Regions from separate parts of the Mus musculus genome. Here region 2 is linked to region 1. Evidence: chromatin contacts called from public targeted proximity ligation data. All regions are on one chromosome and are shown on one strand. The core of a region is the stretch at or near the end of the contact, and the rest is flanking DNA. Distances in the headings are between cores, read along the strand shown.

Region 1 (4,450 bases), core at 1,244-3,743:
TTTGTAGCCAAGGCTGTCTTGTAACTCACTCTGTAGACCAGGCTGGCCTCGAGCTCAGAGACCTGCCTGCCTCTGTCTGTCTCTGTCTGCTTCTGGGCTGCGATTAAAAGCATGTGCCATCACCCCTGTCAGGCCTTTGACTCTTGACTGTGGAGTTGGGAGAGTGGTCACCTCCTACCATCTTCCCTGCCACGGTGGATGGATTTCCTATGGTTGTGAGCCAAAATAAATATTTCTTGCCATAAGTTGTTTTTGCAAAGTAATAGTTTTTTCACCCTCAAGAGAAAATGTCCTAGTAGGGAAGGAGCATTTTTCTCTCCAATATTCCTGGGTTACTTTTCTTATTGCTGTAACAAGATACTCCACAAAAGCAACTGAAGAAAGGAAGGAAGAGTCCTGTCCATCATGGCAGGAGGGCATGCCAGCAGGAGCTTGAGGCAGCTGGTCACATCACATCCAGGCAGGAAGCAGGGTGCAGTGGCAGCTGTTGCTTACTTAGCCTCATGCCTGCCTTTTATTCAGACCAGGGGTCAGCTCATGGGGTGGTGCCACCCTACACTTAGGGTGACTCTCATTACCTTGATTAATGGGATTGAGATAATACCTCACAGACTTGCCCAGAGACTTGTTTCCATGGCAACCCTACATCCCATCAATTTGTTACTCTAGTGACCCAGCCCAGTTCTTTCCAAAGCTCTTCTTTCTTGGGCAGACATGCCAAAGCTATATGACACAGGGAACCCTAATCAGCTCCACAGCCCTGTCAGAGCACCACCCAGCTGAGGCACACCAGGTTGCTGTGCTACTGTGGTTTGTCACTTCACTGGGTGCCATCTGGGAAGGAAGCTGCTGAGGGCTGGTGAATGCCCAGAGTTTAGGAGCTAAGAGGAAAAAAGAATGAAGAAGTTGGGAGCAAGTTGGCCCTGATGTGGACTCTCTTTGGAGATACCTAACGGTGACTAGGGACCAGGCCCATCTCTTGGGGCCCATCTTTCCTCATACAGAGGCTGTCTGGCCTTCCTGAAGTATGGACACACTTTCTACTCTACTTTTGCTGGGTCTGCTCCCTTCCACTTTTTCCTGTTCCTCCATCCTGACACCGTTTTGCTTTCCCTCTTCTGAGTTCTCAGAGTCTTCACTCACAATGCTAGCTTGGCCCTTGGTCCCTCATGTACAGGAGCTGGCTGGCTGTTTTTCCATTAGGATCACTGAATAAGATAATTGGAGCCCTGTCTTTCTCTTCAGCAGGCTCAGCACAGTGGGTGCTCCACAGAGGGTGTGCAGACAAGCTGGAAGGGGAACCTGGGGCAGTGTCACAGGGTCAGCCCTTATAGGTGGCTTGTCAACTCCCAGTGGCAATCAGAGAGCCCAGACCACTCCGAGGAGCCCTCCAGGTGGCGGTCTTAGCTTGCGAAGCAACAGGCTGTGGGGACCTAGGAGGTTTCAGGTGCTTCAGCCCTGTTGCTCAGGCACCTGGGGGGCGGGGGTGGGGGTGGGGGAGGAGCCAGAGGCCAGGATCTCTACATGGCATGGCAGCTTGGCAGGCAGCCCAGTGGCTTCCAGTTCCCAGGCTCTTGGCAGAATGTGTTAATTAACTGCTCTGATGGAGGTCTCTAAGGAGGAGAGAACCAAGCAGGGGAAAGTAATAATTAGTGCTCATTAGTGGTAGTGCCTGCTGGGAGTTTGGCCTTCTGAAAACGTGGCTGGGCTTCAGAAAGTCTCCTGGGCACTGAACAGGGGGAGGGAGAGAGGAATCCACATTCTCCCTGACTAGGAGGGTTTCCCTCAGGCTTGGAGAAGGGGCTGCCCTTAGTCATTAGTGTCCCTCATAGCAATCCACCTCCATTCTTCTAGCCATCTATCCCAGAAGAGGCGTATTGAATAGGCAAGGATCCTGGAAGCCCGACCAATCACTTGCAGGCTGGAATTTAGCTGATTGGTCGTTTTATTACGCTTACTCACCGGGTGGAAGACTGGCGGCTGCAGGATGAAGCTGTCAGGAATCGGGTCCAGGTGTTCGTCAGTTGACATGGGGGAGGGGCAACTTCAACTCAGCCTCTGATCCTGATTCCAGCAACGCGATTCCCCACGGAATGGACTCACTTTTCCCAGCCTCTGCAACAGCTATCCAAGCTGTTAGTCTTACTTGTTCGCTATGGAGTTCTAATGCTTCTTGGAGCCGACCTGGGAGGGGCACTGGCCCACCTCTAGGAACCACATCAACCCCCGCTATGATGGTACAGCAGCAGCTTTGCTGGACTGGACCTGCTAGCAGAAACTCCCGCGCGTCCAGGGGCGGGTAGCTGGCACTCACTCATGGACTTGCTAACTAGCCCATCTGTGTCTGTGTCTGAAGCACTTGGCCACTTCAAAGGGAAGCCTAGGGCCGGCTCATTTCAGCGAGGGCTTTTGTTTCCTGGGGCTCACCTGGGCCTTCAGCGGATAGTAGGAAGGGAAGCTGCTGCTGCTGGTGGTACACGTGTGCAGGTTCCTTAAGAGGCCCCGCCCCCAGGTTCCTGGCTCCTCCCGCATTCATTCCCTGGTTGCTTTCCCCTCTCTTCCCCTTTCCCCCAAGTTGTTCAGTCCCTTGAGGCCATTTCAGCATTAGCTGCAAATGCCAGGGACCAGCTAGGGTCACAAGAAAGTGGAGTGACAAAGGCCAGGCAGAGGAGGGCTCCCTTGGTCTCAGACAAAGCAGCACTGGCTAGAGGGAACACAGCCTCTGCTCTTACATGCTGTGTCCTTCCACAAGTCACTTCTCCTTGAGCCTCCCTTTGTTCATCCCGGTGTCACAAGGGTGACCATGGCTGGGCTTTGTGTTTGAGCCTGGACCCATATTGCTGTTTTAGGAGAGGCCTCTAGGCCTGGCTCAGATTCCAGTTAAAGTTCCTCTTTCAAAATAGCATAACTCCTCAACTTTAGCCTACGTTGGGAGGTTTCCTGATCTAACTATGGGGTCAGACTTGGCAGCAGGGAATTCCTGGTATGTCAGCTACACAGGGTGTTGGTACAGTCGTTCCAGGGATAAGAGCGCCATGTGAGGGGCCTGGCGGAGGGATTGGGCAGGTCTACCTCACCTGATCTCCCCACCTAGAAGTTTGCCAGAAAGGTGAACTGTGGCGTCTCCACCCCGGGACCTACTGGAGAAAGCTCTTTGGGAGTGAAGTCCAGGAAATGGCCTTGCAGGCAATTCTACTGAGCATTAATGAGAAACCCTGACTTGGGTTCTAACTGAAAGCACTTTGGGTGCCAAGCAAGGAGTTTGTTCAGCTGTGGCTGGGTAGGTGTGGCAGGAGAGCTGAAGGTGTTTCTGTGGGAAATCCAATCCTGGGTGTGTTCAGAAAGAGATATGTTCGCCACAGTGGGGAGGAGAAACGGCAGGTGGAGAGACCAGTTGAGCCAGGCTATAGTGCCCTGCACTGTAGTCAGATCTGGGTCCCCAAGGCTAGTGGTGCCCTTCCCCCACCCCACATCAGCCCTGCTGGGAAATGAGGGAGGAGGGTGCACTCATTTACTTGGGTTGTCATAACAAAATACAACAGATTGGGTGGGGTGTAAACAACAGAACTCTATTTTGTCTCTGTTCTAGAAGTTCAAGATCAAAGTGTTGTCTGGGACCTCTGTTGTGGGTTGGCAGCCAGCCTTGTTCTCATACAGTTGTCTCTGCTGGGAGGGTCTTGGACGATTGCAGAATACCTTAAGAATCCATTCCGCAGACCAAGAAAGGGACCTTCTTCACCTGGGAGTCAGTTGACAACATCTGGACACTTGATGGAATAATTAGAGGGTGTGAACATTAGGAGAAAAACTAGTCAGGACGAATGGACAAAGTTGGCAGCTGGCCCACCACCATTCAGCTTAGCTGGAATTATTTTTATGTATGTGGGTATTAGGTAGTCCAGTTTCATTTTTCTCAGTATGAATAGTAATTTCTCTCATCATATAAGAACTTTTTTTTCCCTTTCCAGCGACGAACAAGGTCCACCATGTCTTGTGTTAGGTTTTCATGAACGAATATTACCAACTACCTTCCACCCCATGGGTCTTCCACCCCACGGTTCTTGTGGTATCCATTCATTATTACTTTTATTTATGTGTAGTGTATGCTGTGTGTGCTATAAATTAGATATCTATTAGATAAATTAGATCTCTAACATACTGCTGGTAGAAATGAAATTGATACTGTCAGTTAGAAAAGGTCCTGGTTTTTTATATTAGAGCATTATATGCTGAACATTATATGCACCCTAGGGTATTAAGTCTTATGGACTCTCATGTGTGAGCATACCAAGACACAATTCAGTTCCTTTTCAGTGCCTGTTTCAGTCAAGGGAAGAAAAGCAGACAATCAAACCTATCCACCCCAGTAGCTTTATCATTGGATCAATAAATAAATCATGGTATGAACACACAGTTTACAATCTCTACAGTAATATTAGGGTGTGTATAG
Region 2 (4,450 bases), core at 1,300-3,799, 1.1 Mb after region 1:
CTGCAGTGTACTCATATAAATAAAAAATAAATAAATCTTTTTTAAAAAGAAAGAGATGAAGGGAGAGACGGAAGGAGAGAGAGAGAACCCAAACTCAAAGCTAGTTACATATGTAATCTCAGCAGCTTGAAAACTGAGGCAGGAGGATTTCAAGCTTGAGGCCAACCTGGGCTACAGAGTTCCAGGCTAACCAGGGATACCAAAAGTGAGACCTTATCTCTAAAACCCAAAGCAAGCCCCTTAGCCAAAGGTCTTCACATTCAGCCCCTTGGGTGAATGAGCCCTCCTACAGGTTCTGGAATTCTGGTCTTCGCATAGGTGCTGGACTCACGCCTTCATGTCCAACTCTTTCCAACTCCTCTGCTTAGGCTCTTCTTATCCTGCTTTGCTTCAAGACTGCCTGTGCTCCCTTCAGGATCCAGAAAGAAGCAGCATTTACACACTAGGGCTCCAGGCCCCTCAGAAGACAACAGATTTCAGCCAGCCTGGAGGTGGAAGAGATGACCAGAGAGGAACCGGAATGCAGGAGCACTAGAACCAGAAAACCATTAAACAGAGAGAACATTGGGGAGATGTCTGGGAGTAAGGGCTTTGCAGAGATAAACAGGAAAAATGGCAATTAAGGAACATGGGAGGGCTCAGAAGATGATTCCGTTGGCAAAGTGCTTCCTTCACAACTGTAGGGACCACAGTCTAGATTCCCAGCACCTACATAAAAGCCTGGCACACCTGTAACCCCAGTGCTGGGGGGGGGGGCACAGATTCCGGGGGAGTGGAAATTTCCCTAGTCAGCCAGTCTACCTAAAATGGCAAGCTCTGGGTTCAGTGAGAAACCCTATCACAAAAAATAAGTCAAGCCCAGCATGATGGTGGCTGCCTTCAACTGCAGCAATCTGGCAGAAGTAGGCTGATCTCTATGAGTTATAGGCCACTCTGATCTATAAAGCAAGTTATAAGCCAGCCAGGGTTACACGATAAGATCCTGTCTCCAAAAATTAAACTTAAATTAAAGTAGAAATGATAAAGGAAGATGCTACATGCCAACCTTTGGCCTCCGTGTATATGTGCACGCATGAATGCATATACATAGTAATGGTTTGAATGCGAATGCCCACCATAAACTTATATGTTTGAATGCTTGGTCCACATTTGATGGAACTATTTCAGAAGAATTAGGAGGTGTGTCACTGGGGGACAGGCCTTGCAGTTTCAAAGGCCCACACCATTCCCAGTGAGAGGGAGAGAGAGAGAAAGAGAGACAGAGACAGGGAGAGACAGAGAGACAGAGAGAGAGAGACAGAGACTGAGAGAGACAGAGAGAGACAAAGAGAGACAGATCCTCTAGATTAGGGTGTCAGCTCTCAGCTACAGCTATGCCTGCCTGCTGTCATAATCCCTGCCATTATGATTATGAACTCTAACCCTCTGACACCATGAGCTACAGTAAACATTTCCTTTTATAAGTTGGTTTAGTCATGTTGTGTCTTCGCAGCAATAGAAAAGCGTACACATATACATACATGCGCACACACACATCCTTCCTCCTCCTTCTCCTCTCTGGTCTTCCCTGGAAATCTGTTCCAAAGTGGGTTTGCGTGTGTGGGTCCCAGAGAGAATGAATCTTGTCTTTCAAGCTCTTTCTACCCTCACTTCACCTTTAGTATCTCCATCACTCCTACTGTAGACAATCTCAGCCTCGGAGGAGCCTGGTTACCTGACATCTTGGTTGTCACTGAAAGAAATGATTTAAAAGAAGGAAAACAGTGTCAGTGGTTTCAGTCCACAGTCCCTTGGATGCACACTTCTGTGCCTCTAGTGAGGCAGACTGTCAGGCAGAGAGGGCATGATAGAAGTGCTCACTTGGAAAGGGCCACAGCAAAGCACACTCCTCAAAGACAGTCTCCAGGGACTACTTGCTCCAACCAGGCCCCACTTTCCGGTAGCCCGTTTTTAAAGTTAGTACCCACTCTCCTGATTCACTTGCTTCTTATTGGGGTCCACTAAGTAGAGAACAAGACTTTAATACAAAACAAGGAAGACATTGCATATCCAAACAACAATCTCCAGAGAGACATCTGCTACGGTGATGTGCATAGGAGTCCACCCTTGGACAAAATGACATTTTCTTCTCTTAAGATGTGGGGGGCGGGGGGAGGCTGGAGAGATGGCTCAGCGGTTAAGAGCACCAACTGCTCTTCTGAAGGTCCTGAGTTCAAATCCCAGCAACCACATGGTGGCTCACAACCATCTATAATGAGATCTGATGCCCTCTTCTGGTGTGTCTGAGACAGCTACAGTACTTACATATAATAAATAAATCTTAAAAAAAAAAAAGATGTGTGTGTGTGTGTGTGTTTCTGCCTATGTCTGTGCACATGTATGTCCCAGTATGTGTGTCCGTGGTTCACAGAAGCCAAAAGGAGATGTTAGATCCCTCAGGGCTGGAGTTAAGGGCATTTGTGGGACACCTGTCTTGTTATCTGACTACTGGGAGTCTGAACTTCGGTCCTCATAACTGCATAACAAGCATTCTTAAGTTCTAAGTCATCTCCCTAGCCCACAGAGTTGTGCTTTCTTGAAACCAGATTGGTCGTGGCAGAACCAGGCCAGGAAGGTGGAACCTAACCAAGGTTTTATCTCAACACCGACTCCTCTATAAGCTGGTTGACTTTCTGCACATCTCTGAGCTTTTGTTTCCTTCCTGGGAAGGCAGAGCTGTTACAGCTGAAGAAGCAATGACGGAGCCTCCACACTTGAGAGGCTCAGTCTCAAGATGAAATTCAAAATGTCCCCTGTAAGTCACTGTAAGGCCCATTTGTAAGTCATGATTGGCAATATTTTCTAATTATTTTATCTGTATTGGTGTTTTGTCTGCACATATGAACATGTGCCTGGTACCCACAGGGGCCAGAATCCCGTGGAACTGGAGTTTCAGGCAGTTGTGAGCCACCATGTGGATGCTGGGAATCAAACCTGGCTCTTCTGAAAGAGTAGCCACTGCTTTTAACCACTAAACCACCTCTCCAGACCCTGATCACAGAGATATTTTCATTAGTTAGTTGGTTAACTGTTGGTTTATGGTAGTAATATTATGGGAGAGTTATGCCTCCTTTTGCTCCTAAAAATCTACATGGGGTTTCTGCCCCCCTCTAACCTACTTAGCTCTCAAGTAAACAACACAGAAACATCAGACTTTTTTAACAGGTTGCTGGCACTATGCTGGGCAGATTCTGAGCTATTCTAACCCAGCTAGGCTATTAATAATCAGATAAATACCCCATAACTTGCCATCTGAGTCTGGTTCTGTTCCATGTGTGTCCTCAGTGCTAGCTTCTCTTAGCCACATGTTTATGTTCCACCTTGCCCCATGACAATTCCCTTCTTCCGTCTCCTCCTTCTTCTCCTTGTGGTCCCTAGTTGAAATCCCCTCACTCAGTCTGGAGTTCCTCTTTCCTATCTCCCCTGCCCAGTCAGAGGCTCTAGCTTTTTATATACCAGTCAGAGACTTTTGGGAAACATTCTTTACAGCACATTGATCAATATAATACCTATGTCCAGACTGCAATCTGCTCTTGGGGTACAGAACTCACCATCTGAATACACAGCACACAAGGCCAACCCCGATATTACTTAGTACTGAGAATGTAATCCAAGACCTTGTGCATGCTAGTAAGCACTTTGTTCTCGAGACTCTAGAATTTTCTCTAAATGCAGTAGTTTAGGATATATTTGGACAGTGTCACACACGAAGGAAAAGAGCACTCTTTGAGGCTTTTGTTGGAGATATTCTTTTAAAGATTTATTTTATGTATATGAGAAGAGGCCATCGGATCCCATTACAGATGGTTGTGAGCCACCATGTGGTTGCTGGGAATTGAACTCAGGACCTCTGGAAAAGCAGTCAATGCTCTAAACCACTGAGCCATCTCTCCAGCCCCTTATAGATTTTATATTATATCATTTATTACGTGTGTGTGCACACCACATGCACATGGGTGCCACTGAGCATCTTCAGACATCAGAAGGCAGTTTGGGGTAATCTGTTTTTTCCTTCTGGGGATCAAACTGGGGTTCCTGGGCTTAGCAGCAAGCACCTTTACCTTTACCTGCCAAGCTGCCTTTTGAACTTACAAAGAGAAAACTCACACATACACACATCTACCAGGCCATAATGTAAACCACTTTTTTAAAAAGAGGTTTTTTTTCTCTCTTTTTTTTTTAAGATTTTTTTTATATGAGTACACTGTAGCTGTCTTCAGACATACCACAAGACGGTGTCAGATCTCATTACAGATGGATGTGAGCCACCATGTGGTTGCTGGGAATTGAACACAGGACCTTTGGCAGAGCAGTCAGTGCTGTTAGCAGCTGAGCCATCTCTCCAGCCACCATGTAAACCACTTTTAATGGTGAGTATGGTACAGGAAGTCTGAATAGCCCTCCAATATGG

What was found.
Region 2: a targeted proximity ligation map of pancreatic cancer cells shows a contact between it and region 1. A contact is called at or near these places in 14 of 39 promoter capture datasets (cranial neural crest, embryonic stem cells, hematopoietic stem and progenitor cells and 7 more), 12 of 484 Hi-C or Micro-C datasets (the HL-1 cell line, bone marrow-derived macrophages, differentiating embryonic stem cells and 3 more), 3 of 130 datasets of targeted methods (embryonic stem cells, pancreatic cancer cells and stem cell-derived neural progenitor cells) and 3 of 9 other capture datasets (embryonic stem cells, liver and macrophages).

The regions. Positions count from the first base shown.
Region 1 is chr19:7,604,700-7,609,149 of GRCm38.p6, forward strand. Lgals12 (lectin, galactose binding, soluble 12) reads right to left here and starts at 2,494. Exons shown (of 10, transcript NM_001356574.2): 1 at 2,428-2,494; 2 at 1,963-2,124. The coding sequence starts at 2,031.
Region 2 is chr19:8,686,067-8,690,516 of GRCm38.p6, forward strand. No RefSeq gene overlaps it. Among named protein-coding and RNA genes, the nearest start is that of Chrm1, 24 kb to the left of the region's middle.